Regions from separate parts of the Sus scrofa genome. Here region 1 is linked to region 2. A link is a contact called in public Hi-C data. All regions are on one chromosome and are shown on one strand. The core of a region is the stretch at or near the end of the contact, and the rest is flanking DNA. Distances in the headings are between cores, read along the strand shown.

Evidence for each region. A called contact is a pair of places that touch in the nucleus more often than the background predicts.
Region 1: a Hi-C map of subcutaneous adipose tissue shows a contact between it and region 2, with 2.3 times the contacts expected there. The contact joins the enhancer-like site here to the promoter of STC1 in region 2. A contact is called at or near these places in 12 of 47 Hi-C or Micro-C datasets (alveolar macrophages, embryonic fibroblasts, fetal skeletal muscle and 6 more) and 1 of 2 datasets of contacts at active chromatin or transcription factors (skeletal muscle).

The regions. Positions count from the first base shown.
Region 1 is chr14:8,295,153-8,301,409 of Sscrofa11.1, forward strand. No RefSeq gene overlaps it. Among named protein-coding and RNA genes, the nearest start is that of ADAM28, 77 kb to the right of the region's middle. Within about 2 kb of position 2,734, at least 7 of the 83 cell types and tissues checked have an H3K27ac peak or open chromatin away from gene starts, as enhancers often do. A contact at or near this core is called in subcutaneous adipose tissue, where this site is marked.
Region 2 is chr14:7,957,819-7,963,917 of Sscrofa11.1, forward strand. STC1 (stanniocalcin 1) reads right to left here and starts at 3,547. Exons shown (of 4, transcript NM_001103212.1): 1 at 3,404-3,547; 2 at 1,239-1,381; 3 at 327-538. The coding sequence starts at 3,521.

The DNA.
Region 1 (6,257 bases), core at 1,484-3,983, 340 kb after region 2:
AAGGTTGGATATATATTTTATATATATTTATACATATGTATAAATGTAATAGTATTCAGCCATAAAAAAGAATAAAATAATGCCTTTTGCAGCAACATGGTTGGACCTAGAGATTATCATAGTAAGTGAAGTAAGACAAAGACAAAGACCAAGTGAGGTCATATGTGGAAACTAATAAAAAATGATACAAATGGACTTATTTGCAAAACAGAAATAGGCTCACAGACATAGGAAATAAACTTACAGTTATTGAAGGGGGAGAGCTAAATTAGGAGTTTGGGATTAAAATATACACACAACTATACATAAAATAGATAAACAACAAAGACCTACTGTATAGCACAGGGATGGAAGTATATTCAATATCTTGTAATAACCTATGATGGAAAATAACCTGAAAAACATACGTATACATATTTATGTAAGTATGTATAATGGAATTACTTGGCTGTACACTTGAAACTAACACAACATTGTAAATTAACTATACTTCAATTAAAAAAAAAGAATACTCAACCTTGATTTTGCTCTCTTCCCCAGTTTCAACCTACCTTCACCTATCAGCTCCCAGCATCATGGATAGCAAACATTAATAAGTGTGAAGTAATTGCATGCAAATGTGTGGGAAATTATAAGGAATATCACACATGGTTCTTGCTCCCTGAGGTTTCACAGTCTAGTGTGTTATGCTGCTCTTTGCAACTTTGACTCACTTCTGCCTCCTCGCATCTTACTCTGTATTTCCTCTTTAGTTTTTCCACTAAACTACAGCCCCTTGGAGGGAAATGCAAAACTCATTTAACCCCATTCATTTTATATTTAATTTTATATTCATTATATATATAGAGGCAAAGATAATGCTATAACGTTGTGTGTGCGACATTTCAGTTCACCCTACATTTCATTTCCTACATTTAGAAAATTCACTTTATTCACGAATTTTCTGAAGTGTAGGTTATCCATTCTGTGGATAGCATGGAGTTTTTGCCTATGGAATGTAGTCAAAAATAATATAAGCTGTTTTCAGATCTGGCTCCCAAATCATTCTACAAGCTCTTTCTTGCTATCTCTCTCCCTGTGGAGCCAAAAATGAAGGACTCCAAGATAATAAAGCCACAATATGGAAGAGGACTGGTCCCTAAATTACTTCTTGGCAGAGTGCTACTCTAAGAGCTATTTAAAGAGTCATCTAACAGGCGTTCTCATTGTGGCTCAGCAGGTTAAGAACCCGACACAGTGTCCATGAGGATGCGGGTTTGATCCCTGGCCTCGCTCAATGGGTTAAGGACGTTGTGGCTGTGGAACAGGCCACAGCTGCAGCCCTAAAATAGCAAAAATAAAAATAAATAAATACTCCATCTCTGCCAATGGGATGGGTTGAACTATTAAACTTATCCAACTAAAATTGTCCCCAGTGCAAAACTCTTTAGTTCAGTGGCTGTGAAAGTGAATGGTTATGGGTAAATTACAGAACGTGACAACTTCCTAGGACCATGCCCTCGCCTCAGATGCTACATGAGTACATGAAGAATGCCAGGCAGCCATAAGAAGAATATTTTCTTTCTCACTTCTCTTTTTTGGCATAGTCAGACATTTGTGGAGTTCCCACCGTGGGGCAAAAGGATGGGCAGTGCCTTGGGAGCGGTGGGACACAGGTTAGATCCCTGGCCTGGCACAGTGGGTTAAGGATCCAGTGTGGCCGCAACATTGGCTCAGGTCGTGACTGTGGCTCAGATCTGATCCCAGGCCCAGGAACTCCATATGCCGCAGGGCAGCCAAAAACGAAAAAAAAAAAATTTTGCATAAAGTGACTCAATCAAAAGCAAGCTGCATGTCTGTTGTTATGAAATCTTACATTCTTCCAAGGGAAAGAAAGGGAAAAAAAGCATAGAAGAAGGAGCATTTTTATTTTACAAAGAGAAGTCACTTTTTTTTTTTTTTTTTTTTCTGTGAGCTTTTCCTTAGGAAGTTGTTGGGAATTTGGTTGCTGTTATGAACCATATTTCGGTTTTGATTGCTGGATTTTGCATTTTGCACTTTTGGAAGCTTTCCATGTTCCAATTCTTTATTTATTATTTTTTTTAACATTTGTAAAATAATTCCAAGGAATGACTTTTAAAAAATCTTTCCAGTGTTCTCTGCCAAAAATCTCTGGGTAACTTTCCCTACACTGTATTCCTATAGGTTTTTCTTCAGGACTGATGAGTTACTCAGATGCCCTAGGGCAGAGTTATATGGCCAAGTAAGCATAGCATGGCTTTTGAAATGTATTCATATTATTTTGGCATTTATATAAAATAAATACAATGTACACCTGTTTTTACATAGCAGTTGTCTAACAAAAATTTATTTATGTAGTATAAGGATAATTACTATAAAATACCATCATACAGAGTATTCTAATGTGAACTTAAGGCAGGATTTTTAGAATAAAATACAGAGAGTACATGTATTATGATTTGTTTTGTATGGTATTATTTTAAACTTTGATATAGGTAATAAACATGAACTTGAACAAGATAATCTATATGTTTTATGCTCTATTAAAAGTAAAGTGTTCCCTTATTTAATCCTCAGAGGATAGAGGAGATTGTAGTACATGCGCTGACAATCAGACTGATTTGGGGCTTTGACCTCAAGGTCAATGGCTTTGGCCTATCAACTAAGGAAGCAACCTCGTTAGAACGACCCAAAACCCAAAGGAAAGCCACGCCTGTTCTTCAAGGGGAAAACAGATGATAACTGACATGATGCACTTTCTCCCACACCATTGTCTTTTTTCGCCTTGAGTAATTTTTCAGATATAGGCGGTCCCCAGCTTGTAAGTTCACAAAGTTCATTTATCAGGAGAACTGTTAGAACTGAGAACATACTGTCCCATAAAAGCAATGTTGTGCTGGTGATTCCTGAGGTCGATGTGCTTGGTTTTTTCTTTTTCTTTCTTTTTTTTTTTTTTTCTCTACCTACATCCCTCCCTTTTTCTGCTGTTAATAGTACCGTCTTCTCTGCCTCCCACCCGTAGTCCTCATGGAACCTCTCCATACTCCTTGAGAGCAGTTTTCACCAAAGTTCAGTGACAGTCAAAGGAGAGGGCACAGTTTTAGTTGGGGACAATCAGAGTAGTTCTTCCCAGCCTGAGTCAGAGTGACTTATCCAAGTGGTGGGCAGGTGGCTCAAGCTGAGCCTGGCTAATTGGATTCCTTTCCAGAATATTTTTAACTGGAGCTGTAGAGAAGGAACTCTCTTATCTCTGGTCTGAAGCTGTGAGGTTGTGAACCCACTGCTGTTAGAGTCAAAAGCTCCCACTGTGTGAAGACACTGGATTATAATAAGAAAGAGTAAAACAACTAGGCAAGACCAGAGATGGAAAAGGAAGAGAGAGCTGACAACATTGGATTCTGGGTTTCTTTGCCTAAGGACCCGAACTGCTTTAGTGCCTGTTTTCTGAGATGGGATGTTTAACTCTTTGAGTAGATAAGCCCCCACCCCCCAGTACTCGTCAAACAAAACGAGCAAAACAAAACCTCTCTCACCCACATTTTTTTCCTCTTTAAGTTTTTAAAAATTGTTTCTGTCTCTTATAAGCAGATTGCTACCTAAAAGGGTTGATTACTGAGGCTAGGATTTAGAAAGGTATTTTGTCTTTAATGTAGGAAATTAGCCATTACTATGGCCTTAGGGACCCTCTTCTTTCTTTTTCCTCTGATCTGCTTTCAACAAGGGCTCAGTGAGATCAGATAACCTAAAGAGAGAAGATTCAGGCCTGGCCTGTTATAAATATCTTCTTCCTTTGCTATAACCATGAATGATAATAGTGCACGGAGAAAGGAACATTCTGATTCCGAAAATTATTGCAGTTTTCTGGGGCCCTCAGCCCAAGTAAAAAGCCCAAACAGCCCTTCAATATTGTGCTGGCTGACTGTTCAAAACAGTATTTATGAAGGCAGCGTGTATAATGCTGGCAATAATTGAGAGAGCCAGGGCCTTAATCATTTGAGCAGGGCTTTCATGGAATACTCACCCACTCATTTGTACTTTGTTTTGTTTTCGAAACAGCTGAATCATCTCAACAATGGAAAAAAACTTTTAAAAAAAGGACTGTTTAAAATAGCAATTCCATTATTGCCGTGACGGTGATTATCATCAGCAGTTATTAGACTAGTTCATCTCAAACGAGAATATTCTTCATTTTTGGAGAGGTACAAATCCTCTCAGGCTCTGATAATACTTCGTCACCCTCTAAAACAATTTATTTTATTTTATTTTATTTATTTATTTTTTGTCTTTTTGGCATTTCTTGGGCCACTCCCACAGCATATGGAGGTTCCCAGGCTAGGGGGCTAATCAGAGCCGTAGCCACCAGCCTATACCAGAGTCACAGCAACGCGGGATCCAAGCCGTGTCTGCAACCTACGCCACAGCTCACGCAACGCCGGATCCTTAACCCACTGAGCAAGGGCAGGGATCGAACCTGCAACCTCATGGTTCCTAGTCGGATTTGTTAACCACTGCGCCACGACGGGAACTCCTAAAACAATTAATTTTATACATTTTTAAACTACAGATGTTTAATCTTATGTGTATGCTCTGCCCTCTCAATGACCACTTGTAAACACACACACACACACACACACACACACACACACAGACACAGAGTAATGCATATACATCCCCCTTTTCAGAGCTGTCATCTCTTCTGCTTCTTTTTGGGTGAGGGCAAGGATGTTTTAAGTTTAATTTTTATTTTATATTAGAAGTTAGCTGATTTACAATGTTGTCATAGTTTCAGGTATACAGCAAAGTGATTTAGTTATACATATGCAATACCCATTCTTTTCCAGATTCTTTTTCCTTATAGGTTATTACAGAATATCCACTGCTTCTTGATTATAGCCACACTCAAGACAAATACACCTGTACAGCAGTGTATTTGCTGCAATGCAGGGAGGTTAGGAAAAAAAGAGAGCGTCATTGCATCCATCTTGTCCTCCCACACTGTTTCCAATTCTTTAATTGTGGAGAAATTTACCCTTGTTTCTTTGATGAGTGCATTTATTTATTTAATAAATGCTATTGAGTACCTGTTGTGTGTGAGACACACGCTTTGCTCTAAAAACTCAAATATTAATAGAATAGAGTCCTTGACAGTAAGTTCTCAGCCCAATGGAAAAGCAGTCGCACAGTCAGGTAATTTTAATTACTACAATAGGTGATTTGAGTATATAGAAGAGAGGCACTTAAGAAGCCAGGGGAGGTTACTGCTAAGTTCATTATAAAAGATCAGCAGATGTTAACTCAGAAAAGGATGTGAGCATGGAAAGATAGAGGACAAGAGATTGGTAACTGAAACAAGGACTGAGAGCTGTGATTTTAGGACTAGTAGGACACAGCAATGGGAAAGCTCTGTGGTGTCTGAAGCAATTTAGGGTTGCAGGAGTGGTCAGTGTAAAGTAGTTGATGACTAAAGCTGAGAATTAACAGATAAATAGGTCCAGCAACTATAGAGCTTTGTAGTATCATTGTGTGGTGTTTGAGTTGATTTTTGTTGATAAAAATTCAATAGGGGGTTTAAATAGGTCAGCAGCATAAATTGACTTCCTATTTATATAAATTGCTGTAACAGCGGCATTGAGAATGCATCTGAGTGCATTAATATTATTACTTGATATACACACATAATAGAAGATTAGCTGCTCTGATTCAATAAATGTTTCATGACCACCACAAAAATGGCCAAATAATATAAATACAAAGTTTACAGAAAAGGAAATACCATATCCTTTTGAACTTACTCATTAAAGTGTAATTTTGTTCATAATAAGATAAAAGAAAATGAAAACCCCAATTAAACTTAATTTTTACTTAGGTAGAGATTGAAATCTATTAACACACTATGTTTGTGAGAGTATGGAAAAATATGCATTTTCTTGCATTTCTTTTTTATACAGGCATATACACAAACTTTTAAATATATACTGTCTATATATTTTATAAATATAGCATATACACTTTGAATCAGAATTTCACTTCCACAATTAGCCTACAGTATGCTCACAGGTGAATAAAAGTGATTATATATAAGGTTCTCATTGCAGTGCATTGTAAAAGCAAAAGATTAAAAGCATCAAGAGCAGACATTATGTACATGACCCTGCTGGGAAGAACATTTAAAGCTCCTTATATACAAAGAAGGAATGCCCTCCAAAAGTATATGCTTTTATAAGAAAAATCGGTATAAAAGACTATATATCATGTGG
Region 2 (6,099 bases), core at 2,297-4,796:
CTTGTTTGCACAATCTTCCCCATCCCCTTCAGGCTTATGGAAGGAAAGGGACAATGAAAAGGCACCCAGGGATGCTGCAGATGAAGTTTTCTATTAACTGCATGAGAAGACTTTTCCTATAACAGTGAAACAAAAAATCCAGGCAGCTGAAGCTGTCACAACCAATCACAAACATATTTTTTCCTGCAAAAGCTGGAAGGACTGCAAGCTAAAATAAGAGCATGACTGTGGCGATTTAAACCCCCCGCCCCCCTTCTGTGTCTGGCTCGGCCAGCCAACCACTTCCCCCTCCACCCTCACTGCTAAAAAGTGGACTCGTTTGGTACCTGTTGGAGAAGTGATTGGGGAGCTGGACGACTTCCGTGATGGCTTCGGGGTTCCGCTTGGCGACACTGCACACGTTCAGCTTGGTGTAGCACTCCTCCTGCACCTCGGCAATCATCCGCTGGAAAGTAGAGCATCTCCGAATGGCGAGGAAGACCTTGGCGGTGACCCCGTTGGCGATGCACTTTAAACTCTCTTTGACAAAGGCTTTTCCCTGCCGAGGGAACGGGTAGGAAGACAAGCTTGAGCTTGAGCTGACAAGAGAGGGCAGGGCATAGAATAGGTGGAACTTAAAGGGGCTCGCTTTGGCACTATCTCAAGGCCATCTGCACGTCCTTGCAATGAACAAATTGGACGCTGCCACCGGGATAAAAAAAAAAAAAGTCCCTCCTCGCTCAGACTACCTTGAGAATTGAGCTCTATAGAAAAGAAAGGAGAGGAGAAAAAGAGATGGTCCATAATCAACCACCCTTCAGCCTAAAAATAGCCTTAATATGGCTTTGGATGTTTGGGATGGAGATGCGATAACTCAAATCACAAGCTAGCATGCTAGGTCATATGGGGAGAAGAACTTCTTTGTTAGAAGCACATTTTTATTTCCTGTGGAAGAGGCAAAGATTTTCTGCTTATCTCCCTTCCCTTAAATGACAGCCTCTATCTGCGTGTGACAATTGTGCATTAGAGTGGGTGGAGAGTGGCTTATATAGAACCTATTTCCTGGCCCAAACCGCGTGTGTGTGTGTGTGTGTGTGTGTGTGTGTGTGTGTGTGTGTGTACACATTGGCGATGACTGTTTAGAGTGGGGAGGCTGAGAGGCAGAGCTGGTTCCCTACAAGACTGGTTCCTGAGAACAATTGTCTGACACACTGTTAAAGATAAGCAGCCCATGGGAGCAGGGGTCAAGGTCTTATTACCTGAGTGTCAAATTTAGCAGCGCTGTACAAGAAGGATTTACAGATGTCGTACATCCCATCTGTGTCACAGGTGGAGTTTTCCAGGCAGGCAAAAGCTCCACAGCCAACCTGCAGAGCGCTGTTGAGGCAGCGAACCATTTCAACTGCAAGAGACAAATCCATCCAATCTGGGTCAAACAGTGGGGACGGCTGGGAGGGGTCAAGTTGATGTGGTGGCAAAATTCAAGGACAAGGGGTCAGAGGAACTTCTTCGAGAGGTCTACGATGGAGCTAGAGCCATTCAGAGCGGGGTGGGGGTGAGCACGGGAGGGGACAGGAAAATCCCTTTTGCTCATAAGAACCAGAGCATCTGGAGGAGAGGGAATGCGTGTTCCTATGGCGATCCATTCACCTGGTCCTCACCATCACATACAGTTTTGGTGGCTGGAGAAGCAAGGTTGGAGTCTGTGGCATGCACAGTGCTGGACGCCGGGTCTGTGGAATCAAAGGGCATCGCTTCAAGCCTGAAATTCTGGGCAGGCAGAAGGCAGAGGTGGGTGGTCAAGTTTAGGAGGAGGAAGGACCAGGGAGTCCATTTGGCTTCTGACAAATACACTCCAGAGTAATAAGGATGGAATTTTAGTCCAAATGGCAAAGAAGAATTTGCCAGGAGTCCACTCGGAGACCCTTCTGATTTCAGGCTTTTAACTTACCTCCCTATTGGCAGAAAGAAATCCTGTGTTTTATGTTTCATCCCAACCCCCCTCTATAGGACAGTGCTTAGAGGTATGCATAATCTCTCATATTAAAAGCCATTTTTTTTTTTTTAAGAAGAGAAACACAGGTGTAGAATAACAAGGCCAAGGCAACCCTGTGCAAGACTGGAAGAAAACCGCAAAGAACTTGCACGAGGCTTTTTACAATTCTGGATAAGATCTCCCATAAAAGTAATTTCTCTCCTACAGAAGGGGGGTGTTCTGGCAGGCAGCTCGGCAAGAAATGATCTGCAGCCTTCATACCATAGGATTCTCCTCTGAGATCAAAAGCCCGGTTCGGTTAAGGCGGCCCCTCCCCCTCCAGCCACCCGCAAGCCTCTGGGATGTTACAAGTCATTTCCCTAATTATATATTTCCAAGGGTTCAAATTATAACTTTGCTTTAAGCAGTTTTAATATGCATTAGGGTTGCTATTGTTTTAGGCAAGCTCGAATTGTGAATCACTGCATCTCTATAGCAACTAAGTACAAAAGGAAGTGAAGCAAAGCCCTTCGCTCGGTGGGGACCTGTGCTCTTCCATGGGGAGCAGCGTCTGCAGCATTTGGACACCTGCGATCCCATCTTTGCTGACAGTTGGGGCAGAGAGGGCAGTGATGGAAGGGGAGCAAGCTGGACAAGCCAAGTCAAAAGGCAGAGGTGTCAATGCCGGCTCCCTAAGGACTCTTTTCCTGTAGAGGCCAAGATAATGCACAATTAACTGCACCAGGAGTCAGGACTAGATCGAGACCTCCCCCTTGGAGGAAGAGCTGCTACATTTCAGGAATACTCCCCCCCCCCCCGCCCCCTCCAGGGGCTCTCTGGCCACTGGGCTGCATGGGGATTGAATGGAACTGGAGAGAGTAGGGAGGGACAGAAGGAGAAGTGGCAGGGGTGGGATGTGTAGGGTTTTCTCTGAATCTGCCCTGGATTTGTCAGACTGGAGGGCTAGGGTTCTGTAAATCAATCTGCAGAGGGAGCTTTCTGTGTGTTCTCTGAAGGGGCCGGTAAGTCAAGTTACAGGATCTTAAAGGTAAAAGAAGAGGGACAGCATCAGACAAATCACGTCTCACCTTAAGATCAGCTTCAGCTTCTGGAAAGTATAGAGAGCGCTTTGAAGCATGCCAACATTCAAGCCTTTCCCCCGCCCCCTCCCCCCCAAGAGGGTACGTGCCAGATTTCAGGCAATCAGGCTAGGCTTATGCAATGAAATACCCTCAGCAGAGCGCCCAGCTTCTTCGTTAGTTGCATGCAATTTATTAAACAAAGGAGCTCCACTTCCTAAGGCTATTGGATTACACTGGCAGTTTATTGCCATCAGGCATGAAGCACATTTATTATCAAGATCAGCCGTCACAGACACAGTTGCAAAAAACGAGAGGCAAATGAGGACAGCTCTTTGGGGGAGAAACCGGTCCTGGGTTTGCCGCTTACCTGAGTTCTGACCTGCCAACCGGGATTTCCTGGGGCTCACAGAATCATTCTGCTCCGCCTCATGGGTTGCAGAAGCACTGATCACCAGCACCAGAAGCACTGCTGAGTTTTGGAGCATTCTCTGAGAAGTTTCCGCTAAGTTACTGGGTTTTTTTTTTCCTCCCCCCCTTTCCTCTTTCCCTCGCCCGGCTTGCGTGAAGATGTGGATCTGGATACACTGAGAGCCTAGGTGAGGATTTGATGAGGATTTTTTGTTGCTGTCGATGCCGCTTCTGCTGGCGCTTCGGCTGCTGCTGCTGCTCCTGCTGCAGTCGCTGCTTCTTGCACCTCTGGCTTTTGCAAACTGGGGGCCCAAGAGCTGCACCCAGGGATTTTATAGCCGTTCTTATCGGGCTTCAGGATCAGGGACCAATCAGGTCCCGCAACTGGCCTGGCTAGCCAATCGGAGGGCATGCTCATTGGGCTGAAGCTGTTTGACTTCTTAGAAATATTTTCCAGCAAATTAAAAGTACCTGCTGCCAATGTTTCATGTGTGTGTGACGGTGTGTGCAAAAATGTATGAAAAAGCTATTTTCATGAAACTAAGGGATGACTTGTATGGATGGAACTAAAGGGAAATCATATGACGATCTCCAAGGTGCTTTGGGATATCTATCCATCTTTAAAAAATGTACTAATAGGAGGGATGGGCAGCTCTGGCAGGATGAGTAGTGGGGTCCCTCTGGATAGTATTTTAACGTCATGATAGCAGTTTTACTCTAATTTCCACAGCTCAGTCTCTGGGTTGTAAGCTACATGCTCAATACCCGCCTATCTTCTCAGCATGAGCAGGTTCATAGGTCTGTGAGGCATTTTAGTCGTATGTGAACATCCTGAATTTTCATGTACATGAGCCCTTGGGAAGGGCCATATATGAGCCCAAGGGCCCTGAGGACTGGGCTATGACAACTCTGAGCTGTGACCTCAGTCCCTCTATTGTCTAGCTCTGTGTCCGTGGTCAAGTCCTTTTACCTTCCTCTACCTGTTTTCCAATCTGTAAAATGCCAAAGTTGGAGCCCAGCATTCCTGACACCTCCTAAACTATGATTCTCTAGTAACACAAATTAACCTTGGCTCCATCTTTTTAGTTACCAGCCGGACCGCAAACTCCAAGAGTATTAGTTACCATAGGCACACACGTGCCCATCTGCACACACTACACTCAACGGGGAGACATCATGAATGCCTGGAAATTAATAAACTGTGTATTCAAGCCCAGCCACTTCATAACCACGCTGAAACAATAAGCTGGCCAGAGCAAGACTAAACCTGCTGGGTAAACCAGTTCATTTCTTGGGGCGGAGGGGGTAAGGGGGCGGGCAGGATGGGGAAGAAGAGGTTGAAGACCAGAATGTGTAGGAGAGAAGACTGATAAGCTCTAGACGTAATAAGAAAATTACAGTGGCATCACAAACATGCCTAGGAGAGAAGCTCATATTCTCTTGGAAGTGGGCTGTAGGCAACACCAAAGCTTGTCCCTAACTTGTGAAGGAGGCTAATGATCTCGGAAAGGACTTAAGGCAGAAAGGTGGTCATTCAGGGTCGGGTTGAAGTGAAGGGATTAAGCAAGACAACCTTGAAACATTTGGGGGAGGTAAATGAGAAAGGGCCACTGGGGATTCATACAGGCAGAGGCAAGATGAACTTGCAAGGAAACCGAGCCAGGGGCTTCCATTTAAATCCTCAAATCTTTAAATAAAGGTTGAAGAAAGAGCATCAACTCTATTAACCACAAGCCAAGAATCAGCTCTACATGTGTGTGGGGAGTAAGCTTGTTAAGTGATTACAGGTTCCCTTGCAAAAAAAGAAAAAAAAAGTTGTTTGGAAAGCATGAAGTTTGCTAGAAAAAGGAATAGAGGACATAAAGGACAGAAAAAAGAAAGAGGATTTTCAAATTTTCATTCAGTAATGAGTGCATTTCAATTTAGATGCACTGACAATGTTGGTATTTCTCAAGCAGTTTCTAGGCTGGGAGCTGGGGGATGAGTGGGGGAGCGTAAAAGAAGAGAGAGAGAAGGAGGACAAGTTGAGACGATGGCCATTCCCAGTCTTAGTTCCTAAAAGTTCGGGATGTCAGGAGTTTGCCTGGTAAGAGACGGCCACGGTCAGCATTGGCTAGAGATGTGGGAAAGGCCTCATGGGAGGGTCGGGGCAGGAAAGATGTGAACTGCTGTTTTTAAGACTTCAGGAAAAAGCCATAGTGTTTCATTTTTACAAATGTTTGTGTTCTGGACATCTTGGAGGTGGTTTTCCTTTCTTTAGGCCAAAGTGGTAGATGCCTGGCACTTGAACACAATAGCTTGATGTTTTCGTCTAGATGGAGAGCAAGAGAATAGACGAGTGCATATTCCTCCTGAGGATTTTGATTTCCATTCCTCAGCATTCTCTACCTCCTTGGCCATTTTTTATTGTTAAAGGCAAAAAACCCTCTTGTTAGATTTCCCCTGGGTTGGGCTACTGGCTGACTCACTTTCCATCATCCACATTCTGTGCCCCCAGCGCTGGTGCTCCCACCAGAACGGATCGTCCCACAAGTGTCAGGATGTGTTTTGTGTTTCCGCTGATGTGGATTTATTGTGCCTCCTTACTTTACTCACTTCCTCCCATGTGCCTGGAGGTTCCTAGCGAGGTGTGTGACGTCTCTCACGACGACAGAT